Linked DNA regions of Danio rerio: region 2 is linked to region 1. A link is a contact called in public HiCAR-type data. All regions are on one chromosome and are shown on one strand. The core of a region is the stretch at or near the end of the contact, and the rest is flanking DNA. Distances in the headings are between cores, read along the strand shown. Region 1 has its middle 27 kb from the start of sacs. Region 2 holds the start of gab2 (GRB2-associated binding protein 2).

Region 1 (4,930 bases), core at 2,181-4,680:
CATGCAGAGTCGCCAGTTCAATCCCAGCTCAGCGCAAGTTGGTTACAGTAGTTTAAAGATTACATTATGGCAGGGCTCGAAATTGCGACCATTTTGGTAGTATATGCGCCCGAAATTTAAGCTATGCGACCTCATAATATATATTGAGAGCATTCGTGCGACTGCATATAATGGTTTTAGTGCGACCTGTTTTGTTTTTTTTTTTTCAAAAAAACGTGGTATTATCGGTCTTCCCTGCCCCTATATTGGTTCATATTAGCTGTCAATTACTCAACTTTCTGCTGTCAAATGACAGGGAGGGAGCTTTTGTGACCGCGGGTAATGTAAACGGCTAAAGAGTGAAAAGTACACTGATCTCGATGCGTTGCATTCACTGCGTGTTCAACCAACACAGTCTCACGGCAATTCGTAACATTTTCATACGTTTCCTCGTGAGATCAGGCTGCAACAGCGCCAATGTCCGCTAAAACACCATCGCCAAAGAAGCTCGCCTTTATTGAGTTTAAACTGATGCGGGTTATAACAAAGAACAGTATTGCGCCGGTGGTCATCGGGAGAATCCTGCTCTGCCCCCCTCATATTGGGCCGGCTGACTCGCATGCTTTTCCGCAAACACAGAAAGAAGTAATTCAGCACGTAACGAGGCTGAGCATTAAAACGACACGAACCGAAACCAAAACTTTTATAAGTGAGACTTTTCTTCCGTTCTTTTGTCCATTCTTTCTTGAGGTGTATATCATTTTTCTATTTAATTACTGATGACTGCTTTGCAGCTTTCAGCGTTGAATTGAATGATTTATTATATTATTTTGTTTGTTTTGTAGCAGAAATATTATTTATTAAATTGACATGCATATAAAAACAATAGAACAAAATTAATATTTCTTACTACAATGCTTCATTTGTGTTTGATGCAAAAATATACATTTATTTTTCATAAATAGTAGGACTTTATATAGCAGATAACTTACATTAAAGCACATTCAAGGCAGCATGAAGATGAGAAATATAATTCATTATTAGTATTATTGTCATGATCTTCATCATTAATATTTTATAATTATTCAACATTCATTATGGAATTATTGCACAAATATTAAGTCGTCACAGCATTAGTTAGATAGTTGTTTCTGGGTTTTGTTAGTCCCAATTGAGGTTGTTTTCAAATACAATAAATCCCTTAATATACAACTTGTCAAATATATCATTCATTTTTGGTGGGTGCTTCTTAATTTTTTCTGGTGCTCCTAAATATTTCAGATTGGGAGCACTGGTGCTACCAAGTAAGAAAGTTAATTTCGAGCCCTGTTATGGATTTGAACCCTGACAAACAAGCTATAAGTGTCCAGTAGATTTTGCAGCACTGATAGAATACATGCAAATTTCCATGTTTTGAAAAGTAAATATGTAGTGCATATAGTTGATCTTTAAGGCCACTTTGGTGATTTCAGTCACAAAAGTGGGAAAGCTGAATTTATTTGCACATGTTTTTCCATGCATCTTAATTTGTTTTGCAGGTTATGCCACACTCTAAGAGGCCCAATCATACACCCGGAGCAATGCCGTACAAGTGTTTTTTTGCTATTTTCGGCCTGGTGCAGGTATTGTTGTCACAGTTTGGGCCACATTGTTTAATAAGCAAATGTATTTGCACCACTTTGTGCCCACATGGACATGCTGGTCTGAAAAGATGGTGTGTTAAGGCGCATTGTTGGTGTGTTGCTATTTTGAGTCAACAAAGTTTAGTTCACAGTTAAATCAGACACACCTGGGCTAGTTAATCAAGCTCTTGAGCTTTCTAGAAACATCCATGCAGATGTGTGGATGTAAGCTGGAGCTAAAATCTGCAGGACATTGGCCCCCAGGACCGAGTTTAGGTAACGCTGAACTAGACGCTGGTCTAAAGTCAATTGTGCAAGGGTTTTTGTTTTTTTGCCTTCATCACCGTGTCTTCTTCAAGAGGGCTTTGGTGGAATCCGGTTCTGTTGTCACTTTATTCATGACAATATACATTTGTTTAATGTTATTTTTACTAGAAGTATTTATTATATGCATATTTATATTTGTTTTCATAATATAAAATTTATATTATTTCATAATATAAAATTTTTCTGCTAACAAAGTCTGCCATGTAAATAGCAAATGCACCAGGGTGCACAGCAAATGACTCTTAAAGGCAGTGGAATATGAGACTCTGATTGGTTTAATGTATGTTATGCTCAAAGCACACCCATAAGTCATTAAAATAAGCATGAACTTTTTTTCCGTCCATAAAATAGCAAAAGTGGATTTGAACATGCCATTAGTTCTTTTGCGCCATCAGCTTTAGATTTTGCACTAAGATTGTTAAAAAAAAAAGAGCCCCAAATGTTTCTTAGATTATATGTTTTCATTTACTAATTGGGCAAGAACGAGCAGCAATTTTTACATCCAGTTTGGTTTCTTTTAATGTTTGCATGTCTTATTATCAGCCATGATTATGCTAAAATGCTGTGTTTAAACACACGTTAAAATAAAAAAATAAATATAATATAACATCATATTATTTATCATAAATCATATCAAAGTAATTTATGATTAACTTGAACAAATTGTGGAAGAAAATATTATTAATCTATAGCTGAAAGTATGTAAATATAAATTATAAAATTTATAATTATAGCTTTAATTGTAATAAAATGTAAATGTGCCAAAACTATTGCCACTGTACTCTAGTTAACTAATGGGAATGACCCATTCATTAAAGGATAATAACAAAAAATAAAAAAATTAAAAAATTATATATATATATATATATATATATATATATATATATATATATATATATATATATATATATATATATATATATATATATATATATATAAGCATAATAGCAGTAATGATGATGGTAGTCATAATAACAAGAACAACAACTACTACTACTACAAAACATTGTTATGTAATAATAACACAAATGTTCAATCATGTATAATGAAATATAAATTGTTAAAGAAATATTTGTACAATTCTTATAATATTAATAATAATAATAATAATAATAATAATAATAATAATTTTTGTTTATTTTATAATAGCGTAACTGTTCTTTCACATTTTAAACATTCAAATTTCTTAAACAATTTTTGTTAATTTCTAAAGAAAAGAAAAGTATTATGTTAGATTAAATAAGTTGTGATTCTAACTACAAAACATTTTAAAAAGCCCCACAAGAACGCAATCTTTTACTACAGTAAGCTTTTATATAATGTAATGTGTGTTATTGTACTACTTTAAAGTGTTAAGCTTGGTATTTTCCAGTGCTCTCTGTTAGTATGTAGGCTGTGCTTTAGTGCTGCTGAGTAACAGGCTGATGTGAGTTATTTGTCTAGATCATGACAGTGCAGATAAAGAGCCACTCCCTGAGTCCCCTGCAGTCGGGACATCCAGCAAACACACACTGACCTCTTCTGGACAACACTGGCAACACACACAGCTTCCTGACATTGTCATACTATTGTCCAGGGCTATTCAATTAGTTTGTCGTGGGCAGTGGTGGATAGAGTACTGAAAAAGCATACTTAAGTAAAAGTACCATTACTTGCCTAAAAATGTAGTGTGAGAGTAGAGTAAAAGTACCTGTTGTAAATATGACTCAAAGTAGGACTAAAAAGTAGCCCTTTTAAAAGTACCCATGAGTAGTGAGTATTACGCTGTAAAAGTTGATGCATTTACATGTAATTTGTGGATGCGTGTGTAAACGTAACATTCTGTAGTGCATTTAGTTATTGCCCAGCAGGCACACAATGTCATCAGATGCTAATATGAGGTTAGATTTAGGTTGTGATGTCAGGTGACCAAAATTCAATGTCTAGCCAGCGTCTAAGGACAACACTATTTTGATGTCCAATAATGACATCAAATAATGTTGATATTTAGTTGATTTTAGGTGTTAGAAAGTGACCAAAATCCAATGTCGAGCCAACATCTTAAACCAACATCCTATTGATGCCAAATACTGACATTTATTCATCAGTTATGGCAACCAAAATTCAACGTCTGATAGATGTCATAGTGGTAATGTCGACACAACATCAAGCTGTAACATTATTAGACGTTGATATTTGGTTGGTTTTAGGTTGGACGTTGGACATTGACATCGGCCTGATGTTGAGTTCTGATGTTAAACTGGATTTTCATTTCCAAACAAAATGCAGCGTCTCCACGGCATTAGGGTACAATTTCAATCTGACGGCATGTTGACGTCTTGTGCCTGCTGGGTGTTTAAGGCCATTTTGTTCATCATACAGTAAATATCGATCATCTTCTTATCAGTGACATTCATCTAAACCAGGGGTGCCCATATTCGGTCCTGGAGGGCCGGTGTCCTGCAAAGTTTATGTAACCACGGGGAGATGACACAGACAACTGAAGGTAGGATCCAAAAATGCAGGTTTAATCATCGTCAGGCAAGCAAAGGTCAACAGGTATAAACAGATATGTGTAGGCAGTCCAGAATCGTAATCGGTAACAAGCGAGAGGCAGCAGTCAGGGAGAACAAGAATACAAAGCTAGGTCGAAAACACAGGAAAACTAGACAGGAATAACGCGTTGTAATGTCATCTATACAGCTAACAAGACTCGGCCAAGTGAATGAGTGAGTGTGTAGCTTAAATAGTGTGTGCAATCAGTTTCTGACAATCCTCAGGTGGTGCGAGTAATCAGTCTAGATGAGGAAGCATGTGTGAGTGTGACCGGAGAGCATGTATGAAAATGTAGTCCAGAAATGGCGGATTTGTGGTTCATGGTTATTGAGAGTAAAATCCAGCGATCTTATGAAAGACAATCGCTGGTAATCGTGACAGTTTAGTTCCAATCCCAATTAGACGCACCTGGGCTAGATAATCAATCTCATACTATAATTTCTACACACATCTGTGCAGGTGTGTTG
Region 2 (4,565 bases), core at 1,820-4,319, 170 kb before region 1:
AAGGGGCTAAGCTGAAAAGAAAATGAATTAATGAGGTCTTGCTAATGTGTTACATTAATTCCATCCACAAGGTGGTGTTCTTCTCAAACTACCTAACTCAAACAGTAAATGCTATAATTCTCCATTTTTAATTATTTATTAAACGTTTACAATATGTATTTATTTACATATTTATTTACATATATATTTATTTACAAATGGGTTTCCCATTGATTTATAGTTTGGTATGATAGGACAATATTCGGCAGAAATTGGCACAGATAAAACTATTTGAATAACTGAAATCTTAGGGTTCAAAATAAAACTAAATATTGGAAAAGTCACATTTAAAGCTTTCCAAGTGAAGTGCATTATGTATAATACTAATCAAATTTCTGTTTATATATATATATATATATATATATATATATATATATATATATATATATATATATATACAGTTGAAGTCAGAATTATTAGCCCCCTGTATTATTAGCGCCCCTGTTTATTTTTTTCCCCAATTTCTGTTTAATGGAGGGAAGATTGTTTCAGCACATTTCTAAGCATAATAGTTTTAAAAACTTATTTCTAATAACAGATTTATTTTGTCTCTTGTCATGATGACAGTAAATAATATTTCACTTCAAATTTTTCAAGACACTTCTATACAGCTTAAAGTGACATTTAAAGGCTTAACTAGGTTAATAAGGTGCACTAGGCAGGTTAGGGTAATTAGTCAAATTATTGTATGATGATGGTTTGTTTTGTAGACAATCCAAAAAAGAATTAGCTTAAAGGGGCTAATAATTTTGTCCCAAAAATGTTTTTTAAAAAATTAATAACTACTTTTATTCTAGCCGAAATAAAACAAATAAGACTTTCTCCAGAAGAAAAAATATTATCAGACATACTGTGAAAATGTCATTGCTCTGTTAAACATCATTTGGGAAATATTTAAAAAAAAATCTAAATCAAAAGGGGGCTATGTATATATATATATATATATGTATATATATATATATATATGTATATATATATATATATATATATATGTATATATATATATATATATATATATATATATATATATATATATATATACATTTGCAGTGGGTAATTTACAGAATGTCTGCATGAAATGAGCTTTATTTATATTCGAATGATTGTTTTTGCCATGAAAGAACAATCTGTAATTCTTACCCAGACAATGTATTTGTGCTTTTGCCAAAAAAAAATATGCCTGTGCAACATTAATACTGGTTTTGTGGGCCAGGCTCACAAATACTTAAAGTTAAATATAGTTATTTGTTTGTGGATTGTTTAGAAAATGTAATAAATTATTTATATTTTGCAAATTCTTTTTTATTTTAAAATGTTCCTCTTTGAAACTCAAATATTTTGTTTAGTTTTATTCAGAATGTAGAATTGCTATGTAAATGCCAAATGTCTATTAATTTTTAATCCAAACATCAGAATTTGTGGGCAATTAAAACTAAACGGTCAAATTGACTAATACAAAAGCCCCATTGACTTCCATTGTAACCAAAAAAAAATTTTTTTATTACAAAACAATCTAACAATGCAACAAAGCCAATGTTGTTACTAATCATTCACATGCTCAAGACTGTGATAAAGGGTAAAAAAATCCAGTCCACATTTACTTTTTATATTGGAAGATATGTCATTTAGTGTGTGTGTGTGTGTGTGTGTGTGTTTTGTTTTTGTTTTTTTTCACCAAATCAATGTGATTATTTATGAATTTGACAATTAAAGAGTTAAAATCCTGTAATTTTCTAAACAATTTAGTTGTTTTGATCTGGACCGAGGTTGATTACCAGATTTATGCAAAAAATAAAAAATAAATAAATAAATAAATAAAAATGAAAATTAAAAAATTAAAACAAATGATCTGATGCATTTCACAGCAGTTTAATTCAGTGGATGTTTTCATCCCTAATATACAGTAAAAAAAAAAAAAAAAAGGTAGTACATTTGATTTTATTTTTTTCTATTTCAGATTTAAATGGCCAGATACCCTGTGGGGACGGAAGCAACACTGCTATTTATGTCCCACAGCCAACAGACAAACCTTATTTTTTTCTTTCACATTAGAGTTTGCAGTATTTGGACTCAGATCTTTTATAAAAATTAACATTGCCAATAATAATTGATGAAAATAACTAAGATTTTAGAAAATTGTAACATTTTGCAGTTTTGGTTTGCTTTTGAATCATTTGATTGAACTGAAATGTAAAATAAAAATATTTTTTGCAAAAATAAAGGACAAAATATGTTGTTTTGAATACTAACAAAGTCATAGTGAAATATATTTCAAATAAATAAGATTAAGTAAATCTAGCAAATATAGTTGTTACTTTACCGATGGGGTCAAAAGTAACAATGCAACTTTGTTTAAAGTGAAGTTATATTAAAGTTGTTCTACACCGATACAAAATAGCACTTGGTTTTGATAAAACACTCTTGTGGGTTAGTATTTCTGCTAAAAACAGTTTTAAAATTAGATTTTTTATGAAAAATTTTACTTTCGTACCCGCTTTCCCCTAATTAGCCTGTGTGTTACATTATTAGGCCTATTTTACATAATATTTTTTTGTAATGAAAACTACTATTTGTAAATAATCAACCAGCACTGAGAGCAAAATTGTGCATTACATACACCAGTCCACAAGGTGACGTGTTTCTCAAACTAATCAACAGATTGGGCGAAGTTACCGACGGCTGTTTCTAATCCCGAGAACACGTTCAGTGCGCTCTGTTGCGGCTCATTTGACAACACCGAGTTATTCCGTCCACGAAAGTACATTTGAACGTCTCAGACACCCTTACAAACTTTACACAAACCCACCAAAAGAGGGTGTAATGTAATAAAGACACCAACTACACATAAAACAGCCGGTGTGGCGAACTCCACACTTGCGCTTCATTGTCTCCGTTCATCCCTACAGCAAAGAGAAAGAGTCCCGTCCCTTGAACACAGTGGGCGTGGTGTATGTGCGAGTGAGTGGGAAAACAAACAGCAGACAACCAACACTTCCTACATCTTCAGCAACTCGAGCGTTCGTGCCCGCAGTGTTTACACAGAGTCCCGCAGCGCGCACAGGACGCGTCCCATCACCAGTAAATGAAGCTCCGCATCCACGGCACTGCCCCGCGCGCGCTCAACATACATGGACCCGCAGCATCTGAGGACTTCAGACTGATCTGCTGCTGTTGATTGTGTTTTTTGCTTTCTGTAAAATGAGCGGAGGAGAAATCATCTGTCAGGGATGGTTGAGAAAGTCGCCGCCCGAGAAGAAGCTGCGGAGATATGTGAGTGTTTAAAGCGCTATGTTCATTTTGTGGTTTATGTTGAGTCAATGAGGAGGAAAACTGTCAACTTTTAGCATCAAACTCTCTATTTGCAACATAGTCGTTCTAAGAAAAGAAAATACTGTTTTGAAATGTGTTTATTAACAGTTTGCTGGTTTAAGTTGGACTATTTAGAAGCAAAGCAGTTGTTTTGATGCTACAGTAGCAAGTGCATGAAGCCCATTTAAGACCAGCGACCAAACCAAGCTGATTAGGCTGGGAGACCAGCAAAACAGTTCAGACTGGTTTTGTTTAACATGTATATGATGATGCTATTATTTAGAGAGCACAGTGTCTGATTGCTGTTGTATTGTTATGCAGTATAGAAGCCTATTCATGACATTTGAGAAGTGTACAGTTGCTAAAATCAAAAGGTGGCCAGTTGATGTTCTAAGTTTGGATTAGTTTATGGAATGCTGTGTGGTAAATATTTAAAAATTTAAGGTTTGGAAGATTGTTTAATAGAGCCTTTTTAGAATTCTAATTTATAGAGTGGGTGGTGCAATGTTATGATCACATGACCTGTTATATGATGTCATTGGCCAAATGTTATTCTGTGTGACACTTTTAGTTTGTAATCATGGAAATAGAAAGTACGATACGTTACTTAGGCAGTGTTTACCCTTTTATTAGCTACAATTAATTAAAGATGATTTTCATGTACATTTTGTAAGTAAAGCCGGTTCTAGTCATAGAGCCTAGTTCACTGACAAGCTGTGCATAATCACGTTCAAAATATCAGGTGATTAAAACATCTAATAATTGATTAAAAAGAGAATAGTTCTGCAATAATATGTAGAATAACTGCGTATAACTTCTTTGTGAATATGGCTCTGTGTTGTTGCTGCTGCTGCCTCATCTGAAATCATGTAAAAATATCACATTTAATAACATACATTTTACTCCAAACTCACTTCATAACTTAATTCAAGAGCTTTAATAAACATTCTGAGAGGTGAGTCAGTACTCAGTTGCTTATATTAGTCATGTAAAATTCATGAACACAGTTCAATCTTGTGTGCCCAACTGTATGGGTATTTGAAGTCTTTTTTTTTAAGTGAAGCACCCTCTGGCCTTTTAAGGACATTTACTACTAATCACACAACTGTGCTTCCCTGACAAGATGTGCATGAGAATAGCAGCTTTTGCTTGATTGCGATTTCATTTCGGTCTACTCACCATACATTTTGACCTTCATTTAAATGAAAACGGTGATG

The links. HiCAR-type assays count read pairs that join an accessible place to other places.
Region 2: a contact with region 1 is called in a HiCAR-type map of caudal fin, with 7 times the contacts expected there. The contact joins the promoter of gab2 here to the enhancer-like site in region 1. A contact is called at or near these places in 4 of 18 Hi-C or Micro-C datasets (caudal fin, embryo, hematopoietic stem cells and 1 more) and 2 of 4 datasets of contacts at active chromatin or transcription factors (caudal fin and embryo).

Annotation. Positions count from the first base shown.
Region 1 is chr15:10,618,396-10,623,325 of GRCz12tu, reverse strand. No RefSeq gene overlaps it. Among named protein-coding and RNA genes, the nearest start is that of sacs, 27 kb to the right of the region's middle. Within about 2 kb of position 3,430, at least 7 of the 62 cell types and tissues checked have an H3K27ac peak or open chromatin away from gene starts, as enhancers often do.
Region 2 is chr15:10,783,644-10,788,208 of GRCz12tu, reverse strand. gab2 (GRB2-associated binding protein 2) reads left to right here and starts at 3,069. Exons shown (of 11, transcript XR_012390630.1): 1 at 3,069-3,309.